2 separate regions of the Anser cygnoides genome follow, and region 2 is linked to region 1. Evidence: chromatin contacts called from public Hi-C data. All regions are on one chromosome and are shown on one strand. The core of a region is the stretch at or near the end of the contact, and the rest is flanking DNA. Distances in the headings are between cores, read along the strand shown. Region 1 holds the start of LOC106045547 (collagen alpha-2(I) chain-like). Region 2 holds the start of LAS1L (LAS1 like ribosome biogenesis factor).

What was found. A called contact is a pair of places that touch in the nucleus more often than the background predicts.
Region 2: a Hi-C map of liver shows a contact between it and region 1, with 2.1 times the contacts expected there. The contact joins the promoter of LAS1L here to the promoter of LOC106045547 in region 1. A contact is called at or near these places in 2 of 7 Hi-C or Micro-C datasets (granulosa cells and liver).

Annotation. Positions count from the first base shown.
Region 1 is chr13:21,655,738-21,661,206 of Taihu_goose_T2T_genome, reverse strand. LOC106045547 (collagen alpha-2(I) chain-like) reads left to right here and starts at 3,459. Exons shown (of 4, transcript XR_010834711.1): 1 at 3,459-3,590.
Region 2 is chr13:21,830,079-21,835,547 of Taihu_goose_T2T_genome, reverse strand. LAS1L (LAS1 like ribosome biogenesis factor) reads right to left here and starts at 3,434. Exons shown (of 13, transcript XM_067005039.1): 1 at 3,230-3,434; 2 at 2,447-2,572; 3 at 2,184-2,253; 4 at 1,000-1,081. The coding sequence starts at 3,402.

The DNA.
Region 1 (5,469 bases), core at 2,210-4,709:
CATTTCCCAAGGTAAGGAGATGGAAACACTATTACTCAAATCATGTTAACCTGGCCTTGGTAAGCAAGGGAATGTGCATCAGGAAACCAACTTATGCTGGGCCAAAGTGCCTTTCCTTTCATACATATCTTCCCACCCCAGACGTGAGGCTTGAAACATGCCATGGAGTGCAGGTGTTTCTTTGTTGTCTTCCTTTTTGAAATTGAAATAGAGTTTGATTTCCTTTTGCCCTCATTTTCCTTGAATGCTCCCTGGAAGAAGATTGGTAGAAATATCTAAGAAAACATGAACTCATGTCAAAGATTTTCTGAGCAAATATTAAATTATGGAATGGCAGAAGAAACAGCAGTTCCCTGGTAATGATCATCTCACTGGAAGCAGAGTGGCCCTGTATGAGCCAGTTGTATTCGCAATGCAGGTCAGTTTCTGACTAGTACATCCAAGCTGAGAGCTGCCGGTGAAGTGGAGGACAAGTTCACAGGTTGGAACAAGAAAATAATTTAAAACAGTGAGTCAGTTAGGGAAAATAACATGGGGACATGGAAAAGTTGCAGACAGAAGGTAAACTGTATTGAATGCATTACTGACCATGAGTAGCTCCTGGTGCATTCAAGAGAAGATGAGCTATTTAAAAGATTCTAACATCCTTCCAAATATATTAGAAGTCTTTCTTCTTAAATGATTTTTCTTTTAACTTAATGACCCTGAAATAGTTTTAACTACTTGTCCACCACATGTGGACCAGCCTGGATTCTAGGAATAATCAAAGATTCTCTCCCAATCCTGATACTGCTGCTCATGTATTTCTGTTCTCTGCTAACAGTGGGAGCAAAGTAACTTGCTGGGTATTTGAAGAAGAACAGCCAAGACCTGATGATCTCTTGAGGTCCCTTCTAACCCCTACGATTCTGTGTGATTCTGCGCCTTCAAAACCATTTCATCATCACATGCAGCCCTGATCCCAGTTTCTTTAGTATCAACAACACCTGAGCATGGCACCACTAGTGCTACATGTGATGCATGAATTGAATGTTGCTACTCTCCTTGGTGAAAAGCCCACTCCTGTTCTCCTAGGTGGCAATCCTTGGCTTGCTGCACAGATCTGGCATGTCCACAACAACCCATTCCTGCCTGAGCTCTTCATGCAGTGTGCATCACTCACACTCTTGCTTTTTTGCATCAATACAAACTTCATAGTAAAACTGATTTTGTAATGCTTCAGGCAAGGATACACACATTACAGGGCTTGAATCATTATATAGCAGCTGATGGTCACTGAAAAAGAAGAAACAAAGAGCAGTTTAGGAGGGCTCAAGGTTTCCTGATGCTGCTGGATGTCCCAGTTGGCAAAGCAATATATAAGGTACATGATGCCTCGATCACATCCCTGCAACATCAGTTGATTGCCAGGCTATGTTTATGTTGTTAAACAAAACATTGTCAGCTTGTGAGCTTACGCACTGGACCAGTGATCATCTGTCCTGCTTAATTATTATCTCACACCCTGGCACTGTTTCAGCTGCTGCTAATTAATATTCTCTGAAATTATGCCTGAGCATTGTTTGGACAATATCATAAATCAGGAAGCACTGCCAAAAGGCAGCATAGGCAGTACAGTTTCATGCTGTGAAAATACTCCTCTGACGGATTGCAGCACAGGCTGCGTGCTCTTTCGTGCTCTTTGAACTGGAAAGAAAACACACAAAAAGTTAAGGATTATGTCTTAGGACCACAAGGCCTCCACATGCTGGAGACCAGGTACCAAGAATTTCATTATGTGGACACAATCAAAGCTGTGCTGTTTGGCCTCAAAGCTCAGAGAACGGCCTGTTGCATTTGGGGTTGTAGGCTGCGTTATCTGGGGGCTCTCCCAGAACACTGCTGTGTTGCAGTATGGGTTCGAGATTAAGAGGAAAGAAGCTTTGCATTTGGAAGGAAAAAACTCTCCTTTAAAGCCTGATAAGGTCTAGCTGGGAATGAAGGAAAATGAGAAATCATATTTGGGAAGTAGCTCCATTGTGCCACTTCAGCCTTACTGGACCTCTTTGGACTTTATTGCTAGTATGTTGGACTCGATGATCCTTATGGGTCCCTTCCAACTCGGGATATTCTATGATTCTATGATTCTGTGTTTAAATCAGGCCCACAGCTAAATGCAAAAGTTCTTAGGAGCATTGTGTTCAGAGTTTCCTTGCTAGAAAGTTTCCCCTGGTGGTCTCAGCTGGACAGGTGGGAGAGCAGCTCACTGGCCCCACAGCAGGGTGAGCCCTGAGCCCTGGCCATCACAGCAGCGGCTGCCCAGGGCTGCCACAGTCCCGTGGTGTCCCTGGCCCCCAGGTGCTGGAGGACTCGCGCTCTCAGCTGTGCTCTCAGCACCGTCTGCTCTCTCTGCAGAGCTGCACGGAGGGAGCTGAGCATCAGCACAGAGGCCAATGGCCAGTTCTGTGCGGCAGGTACTGACCGTAAGTGGTAGGTCCAGGAGCAGTGTGGTCTAATCTGTCAAACATTTTCAGTGCGTCGTAAGCTTGAGAGAGATGCTGAAGATGAGATTTTGTCAGAAGTGAAATGCTTCCAATTTTTATTATATAAAATAAAAAACATTGGGGAAGACAAACTTGCTTTCAAACTATGATCGCACTGTGTGTTTGTGAAAGTGTGTGTACAATCTGAGAAAAGGTTTAAAAGACAAAAAGCAAACAAACTGTAAGAGCATGTGAAGTAAGGGAAGATTTTTATATTTTCTCATGGGAACATGATGCAAAAGGCAAAGAACCAATAACAGAAAGAAAAAAAGTATCCCAAATATGCATTTATTTTATTCTTCCCATTTTTTTTTGCAAGTGAAAAATGTTATATATAGAGCCTGGAGAACCCTTTCATTTTGTCAAGTAAATGAAAAGAGTAAATGAAATGAGGAGGACCATGCCCCACTCAGTATGAACAAATGATTGATTAAAGTGAAAAAATGTGGCCCTGAATAGAGAAATGAAGAGTTTCTGTCCCTGAGAAAATGACATTGCAGAACATTTTCATTGACAAATTGCACCAGTGACAGCATGACTTAGGAACTGCTCAGAAGGGATACATGATGACCTCTGGGTAGCTCGGGGCAGGAGAGCTTGTGGGACCCCAGCAAGGGAGCTAGAGCCCTGCACAGATTAGCAGGGGAGCTCCAGGGTCTGCTGCAGGAGCGTGACGCATTGGCAAGGCTGTGCAGCTTACAGAGCACACTCTGCCATTTCATCAGCATTATCCTTTGCTCGCCCTCCCCTCGCGCTCATATGGATTCTGATCCCCAGTCTGACGTGCAGATACTGTCGGTGATTCAGCTCAGGTGTCCCTGCAGAGTAATAAGGTGTCTCTGCCCCTGCTCCTCTGTGATTGCCAGCTGCCATCGCTCTCGGAAGCTCAGACAAACCCACCTGATTGCATTTATTTATAGAGCCGAAGGGGGGCACTACTTTCCCCTAGGGCTGGCTCTCCTTCCTTGGGACGGAGCAGGTTGTGGGTCAGCTCAGTTCCTCACCTTGTTTCTCATCCTCTCTGCCCCGCCACCACTGCCAGCCCCTTTCCTGCAGGACGTTCCAGTGGTGAGTACACATTGCACTGCAGTTGACACCTCATCTGCATTCCAAGTGTTGGCTGTGTGGCATGTTCTTTCACTCACCTATCCCTTTTGCCCCTCAAACTTTCCCTCTCTGGAGGCGCTAGTAGCATAAAACTTGTTCCAGTGCTCATCCATACTGGAAATGCTTGCAGAACTTACGGGACTATAACTGTCAGAGAAAGAGAATTACATTTGCCTGGGTCAGGCTGAAGGAAACTGAGCTAAGCAAATAGGAGAAAATGGTAGAGCTCATTTTTGTGTCTTGATGGTCAAAGCTGCTCTGTCTGTATGTGCTGGAAGTCTGCTTTGCCCCTCCAAAATGGATTCTGCACCTGAATCTGTCCTTTGTGAAGACTGTCCACTTCCTCTTGCTTGCTTCTGTCCCATAATATAAGTTGGAAAGGTTGAATGTGTATTTCCCTTTCTTGAGATGCGAAAGTCATGCAGGAATTCTTGCCCATAACCTCCATCAAGTTAACGACGAAGCAGAGACCATCTCTGGGTGTCGCATAAAGCACAGGTCTCAGATGTTTTGCTCTCAAGGGGCCCAGGAAGGGCTCACCCAAATATATAACACAATCTGTTTGGACTCTTTAAGAGAGAGGAGTCAGAAAAAGAGAGCACTTGCACTACTTAATGCAGACATCTCCAGTGGAGCCGAAGTTGGAAGCCTTAACTCAGAGAGAGCCCTGGTCTTCTGGTATATCTTTCCTTTGTGAGTTCCCTCTTGGAACTCTCACTAGCCTTATGCCACACTGGACAGCACCTTCTTAGGTGGCTTAGAGGAGTTTATGCAAGAGGCTGATAAGGCCAGACCATCTCCAGTTACTTCCCCTGGTTGCAGTGCTAGTATCCACCTATTTTCTAGAAGAAGCAAAAATGTTTTTATCTCCCCTACTGCCCTCCTGACTTTTGTCCCTAAACCGTAAAGGAAGCAATTCCTTACACCTGCCAACGTGAACCAGAGACAGTAGTTGTGTAGAAGAACAGACAGCCCACTTCTGCAAGTTTGCTGTCTTGGTGTCCCTGCTGTTCTGCTGAGGAAGGCAGCTACTGCTTGTGTGCTTGGGAAACCCACCTGCTGCTTACCTCTGTGCAGCAGCTCAGTGAGGTGACAGGTGCTTGACAAGAAGGCAACCTTGTGCAGACACAGAACATACCCTGTGACCAGGCACCAGTCCATTATGGGAGGCTGCCAGCATCTCTGCTCATAGAAGCTCAGGGAATAGCGTTGCTCTCCAAAACACACTGTGCTTGGATGTGCAACTGAGATGTTGGGATTGGGAGGGATGAGGCAGGCAGCTGGCTGTGATGGTTCTGATAATTGCTTGGTTGGGATGTTGACAAGAACCAGATTCCTAAGATTACTGTAATTACCAGGCCCTTCTTTGTCTTCTTAATCAAGTTCTAGCAGAACTGACTGTCAGCTAGAGCTGACAAAATAATACTAAAGGTCACATTTAGCTGGTAGGATGGCAATTCCCAGGGCAAAGAATTCAGTGCTGCTGCTTTGACTTCAGTTGCGGTTGTTCAGCAGGACTGCTCTAAGCTGCCTGGGAAAATGTCTCTGCCACTGCTCCAGCACTCCGTCTTCTGGGCTCCACAAGCAGGCACAAGCCTTTATTTGCATTATTTTTACACGGACTTTAAAAATAAAATCCAACCCCCAGACTGAAAAGTCGCCCTTGTATTTTTCAGAGCAGCAGCTCTTTCCCTGGAGAGATCGTAAGCCTAGGATTGCAAAGAATGTTCCCATGCAGCTTCCACAGCACCGCCCGTCATGGAAACGGGGGCTCTGCCAGGCAGCCGGCCACCCGAGGCAGCGCCGGCAGCCGGCTGCTCCTTCGGCACGCTCGCCGAGC
Region 2 (5,469 bases), core at 2,185-4,684, 170 kb before region 1:
TATTGCAGCCCTGGTAACACCTACCCACTGCCTTTTTGGCAACAAAACAGATTGGACACTCCTTACTCAAGCTACACCACATTTAAGCGGAAACTAAGTCCCAGCAGTGGCATTCTGATGAGAAAACAAGTCAATTATTTTATAGCCCTATTATCAACACAATGTCTAAAGCAAAAATATTTTTTTTTTGGTGCAGACTACAGTAGGCATACCTTAGATAGAATGGAAAGAGAAACCCTTTTATCCCATCACTATTTTGCTACCAAGTTCAATTTAGGACCCTGCCGAAGGTTATGTCTCTGGCTCCTCAGTGTTTAACCCCAAATTCCCAGGAATTCCTTCATAGGCTATGAGCTGGTCATTTATTCAGGGTTGTGTGACCTACTGCATCTCCCCCTAAACTGATTTTTTTAACAGTCTTGGGTACATCTAAACCATCAGGAAAAGCATTCACCTCCTTCCCTGACATGAACTTTATGTGCTGTAAAGAAACAATAGGGCTGAACTACTGTTTCCAGTATTTTTTTTTCAGGGGAAGGAGAAAGTGTCTGAACACCTGCCCCATCAAATAAATGGAAGGTCATTCCTTCCCACAGTTAGAGAACCTCCAGTCCTTTTTGAAAGCCTAACGTTGGCTACATCCAGTTGCACTTTCCCCTTCCCAAAAACTGGGATTCTGCCCCACCTCTCCCAACAACACAAGGCAGGGGAGAGTGAAGAGCAACATCCCCTCCACAGCCTTGGTTTCCCCTCCTTTTCTGCATGCTCCTCAACGGGCACGCTTCAGCTATCCCCACAAGGCTGCGGCACACTGTCACAGGCATTTCACACCACAACTCTCCCCATGAGGATGAGCCCCCAGCCCGCTCAGCAGGGCCCCAGCAGGGAGGGCTGCTCCCCTCAGGGCTCTGTACCTGTTGTGATGCGGCCTAAGGGGACACCGCTGCCCGAGTGCACTGCAGGCAAGGCCCTCCCACACCATCCGACAGTGGCACTCACCCTTGCGGCACAGAGCCAGGCGGGGCAGCTTCCCGTGGGTCAGCTCATGGCGGAGATCCACGACCCAGATGGGGATATCCACCTGCAATAGCAGCTACAGGCATCACCACAAAACTCCCACGGCATCGGGTCCAACCGTACGCAGCTCTGCAAGGCTGCAGACAACCTCTTCCCGAGTGGGAACAACTACTCTAGCTTCCCCTTTCAAGGGTGGGCTGAGACCCCTCCTCTCTGACCCCGGTCCTCCTGGGGCCTAGCATCCATACAAACGCCGGATTTTGCAGTTTAAGTTTTTCAACTTTTCTTGCAACAACAGCTGTCTTTTCAGTCAGAGGCACTATGTGTAACTTAATGATGTATCAACCAGTTAAACTGTATTTAAACTGATGAAACATTCTGGATGACAGTTTGTAATGAAGATATGATCATATCATACAAAATACTCAAATCATATATACTGTAAGTTGTATTTGCATTTTTCCCACGGATAACTGACTTTAATTATTAAAGGTCTCTATTTGCAAGTTTGATCAGTGTTAAAAAGTGAGTAGCAGCAGTTTTCTTAAAAAACAAACAGAAAACAATTCTCCATCCCCATATAGAGTCATTGGACAAGGCTGCATATCTAGGAGTCTCAAATACTATCTGCTCATCCCTGTCAAAATTTGCTGTTCAAACCCAGAAACGATGCTCAGTGCAGCTGGCAATAAAAGGACTCAAGTTACTACTACACCTTGAATGTTCCATCCTCCAAACAGAAGCTCACCTTAAACAACTGAGAATGACAAGATGAAAATACCTGCAAATATAACTAAGTGCTATTAATGCATTATCTTGGTTCTCAAAGAATTGAATTTATAAACTATAGACTTAGCTCTTTTTCCATCTCTCAGTAATAAAAACAGGTGGCATATATGTCAAGTGGGACTATTTGCATCTAAAGATTCAATCACACAGGATTCAAAATGTTTTAGTGAACATCATCAGCCGTTGTTACTCCTAATTTGACTTTAAAGAACATCAAGCGTCTTCAAAGCTTTGCAGTTGGAGAGTACAGGCATCCGTATCCATTATTTTGCTTACGAAAGAATGACCCTGACAACTCCTCCTAATGTTATTAATAGTCAATGTACGTGCTCTCTGTATATATATAAGTTATTGGTTAACTTTTATTAAATATTTACCTCTATGGCTAATTGTCTCAGCGGAATGCTGACCATTTTCTGTTTCCTTTCTGTGATCAAGTTGACAAATCTGCATGCAGGTTACAGAAAAGATAAATAACTTTATCAAAAGCTGCAAAGAAACTTGGAACCCCAGAGACAAATCCCCCACAAACCATACAACACTGGGGTCTCAGAGACCTAAAGTGAAATAAGACAGCTGAATAATGCTCTCTGTCCAGATCTCTCTTTTCCTTGCAGGACAGAGGCCTTCAGAGTCCTACCTTACAAGGGCCAGACCATAGGACAGGATGAGCTCGTGTGACCTCAGTCTGCCAGATGAATCCAGAACCTTGCAACGAATCAGTTCGGCAGTACAATCCACTGCAAGAGGCATTTTGGGGCCATACCTAGAAATTAAAGAAATGATGAGCAGCCTCACAAGAATACACTCCCCCTACAAAAAGGGTAGCCTTCACAATACTTTTTGTGCTTTGTGGTACTAAGCAGCCTGAGAACAGGTATGCAGACAGTAAGGCTTCTTCCAGAAGACTTTTAATTGGAACAGTGATTACACGGCTGCTCCTAGGCAGGTTAAATGAGTACCTACTGACATGCCAAACGTCAGCACTCATGTCACTCATACAGCACGAGTCGCTATAACTGGACCGGATTCCTTTACGGTGCAGCAGAGGCAACACAAAGTAAAGCGACGTGGGGACCCCGGACGCGCTCAGAGCGCCGCACTGTCCTGAGCGGAACGAGTCCGGGAAGCTGCGGACACGCAGGGCTTCTTCCTCCCCCCGCGCCCGAGGCGCCGCGCTATTACCGGCGCCATCCGCGTGTCCGAAGGCGACTGCCCAGAGACGGGGCCCCGCAGGACGAGGCGCCCGCGGCTGCGCACGCCGCTGCGGCCGGCCCTGCGGCCCCGACAGGCCGTGCCGGAGCAGCCCGGGGCGCGCAGCCGGCACGGCCGCTTCAGGGACCGCAGGGGGCGGCCCGGGAGGCAGCGACGGCCCCGCAGGGCCGCTCCCCGCTCCCGCTCCACGCCGGCGCGCGGCCCGTACCGGCTCTTCCAGGCCGAGACCCGATCCAACGCCTCCTGCTGCAGCCGGCCGTCCCCGCAGTACAGCCCCACCATCACCTGGTCCCACTCCGCCCTGCCCCTCCACGCCACCACCGTCCGCAGCGGCTTCAGCCACCTGCGGGTCCCGGACAGCCACTGCCGCCCGCCCGCCATGCCGCCGCCCGCCCCGCGCCCCCCGCCCGGCTTCCGCCGCCCCGGCCCGGGGCGGGGCGCGCCGCTTCCGGCTGCCCAGGGGCGGCGGGAGGGCGCTGGGTTGCGGGGATTGTGGTGTGGTTTTTTGTTTGTTTTTTGTTTGTTTGTTTGTTTTAATCGCCTGTTCTCTCGCCGATCTATCCTCTCTAGTCACCAGTGACGCCGATCTGTTCTCCTTAGTCACCAGTGATAGGACCCGCGGGAATGGTGTCAAGCTGAGGCAGGGGAGGTTTAGGCTACACATCAGGAAGAGGCTCTTCACCGAGAGGGTGGTCGCCCACCGGAACAGGCTCCCCAGGGAAGCAGTCACTGCACCAAGCCTGTCGCAGTTTAAGAAGCGTTTGGACTGTGCGCTTAGTCACATGGTCTGAAATTTTGGGCCGACTTGTGTGGTGCCGGGAGTGGGGCTCGATGATCCTTGTGGGTCCCTTCCGACTCAGGTTATTCTGTGATTCTGTGATTCTATGATTCTCGTCAGGCAGTTTGTGCGAGCCCAGGAATATGCTTATGTTAGAGGCCAGGGGAAGACAGAACTGCAAGGTGGGATGGGAAAAACGTGCTGGAGCTGGAAGCCCATGGGAGCTGCTCGCAGTGACATTGCCAGCAGCAAAGCTAAGCCTTGGGTTCTGGTTACTTAGGAAGACCTGCTGGAAAATACAGAGTATTATACACAAGATGTGGGGGTTTTCAGCCATACCAGGAGCTTGGTGTGTGATCTGAGTCAAATCACATTAGATGACATTTAAATTTAACATTTTTAAAATTAATAATCATAATAAAAAATGGAACTTTTTTGTTTGTTTGATTGATTGATTTTCTGTTACTAAGGAGAATAAAGACCCTAAGCAAAAGCAGTGGATAAAAATAAAGTTGAGCCACAGCAGAAATCGACCAAAATCCAATCCTTCTACTACTGTGGTAAATAAGTTTTGTAAATGAGATCACAGAAAAAGTATTTCTGTTAATATTTTCTTTCAGATAGTACCTTCCTGAGAGCGCCACCTTGCCCTCTTCATGCAGCTGTAACTTGCAAAAATTGGCACTTTGGAAAATCATTTTGCATGCCTGGGGAATAGGGACCTGCATCCAAACAAGCAGATAGGGAACTCCTTAGACACAGTAATACACAAAGGCATGTGCTGATACAGTAAAATTCTAATTGCAGTACAGCTGCTTTCCTGCATTGGTCCATAATGAATTGTATTGTGTGTGTTATAAATACAAGTTTTAGATGTGTTCTGGGGTTTGATCAAAGGTCATGATTTATGTAATGTAACCTAGATTAATGTATCCACCTGTTTTTTTTCCAGTCGGATTTACTTCCCTTTCTTAAGCTGAGTACATCAGGAGGTCGAAATCATCATTGTATGGATGGGTTACAAATGCATGGATTTTCCAAAATAAGGGGACGACCACTCACCTCCCCCTTCTTTAGTAAAAGCTTTGATTTTATGGCTGCACCCATATGAAATTCTGTAGTGTTCCATTTTCTTTGAAAAACAGTTTGTAGGTAATTTTTCGTTGTCTGCTGCGTTGTTTCTCTTCTCTAAACATACTTGAGAGATTAAGTTGGGGAATAGCTGAATCTGTAATTTTTACCAGCATAGAAATTGAAAAATACTAAGAAAATACTTGCTTTATTGTATATTTATGTTACCCATTGACATAAAACCAAGTTGTGCAGAAAATTGAAAGAACTATTTTCTGCCTATATGGAGGTAAAAAAAATGTTTGTGAAGGGTGACAATACAACATTCTATCTGAATGTAAATATTTACCTTTTGTGATCTGATGAAAGGGTAGACAGACTTTGTTGCTGGATGTAACAGGAGGTATCTGGCCTTATGATCCTGAGCAAATTGATGTTGTAGTTAGTGCCTCAGCTTCTTGCATATTATCTTATTGAGGAAGAACATACAGCAATGTACAAAAGGACGCTTTTACCTAGCCTGACGTTCAGAAAAGGTAAGTGTAATATGTTATCCTGATTTTAGCCTATTCACCCATTTCCTATATAACCTATAGAAT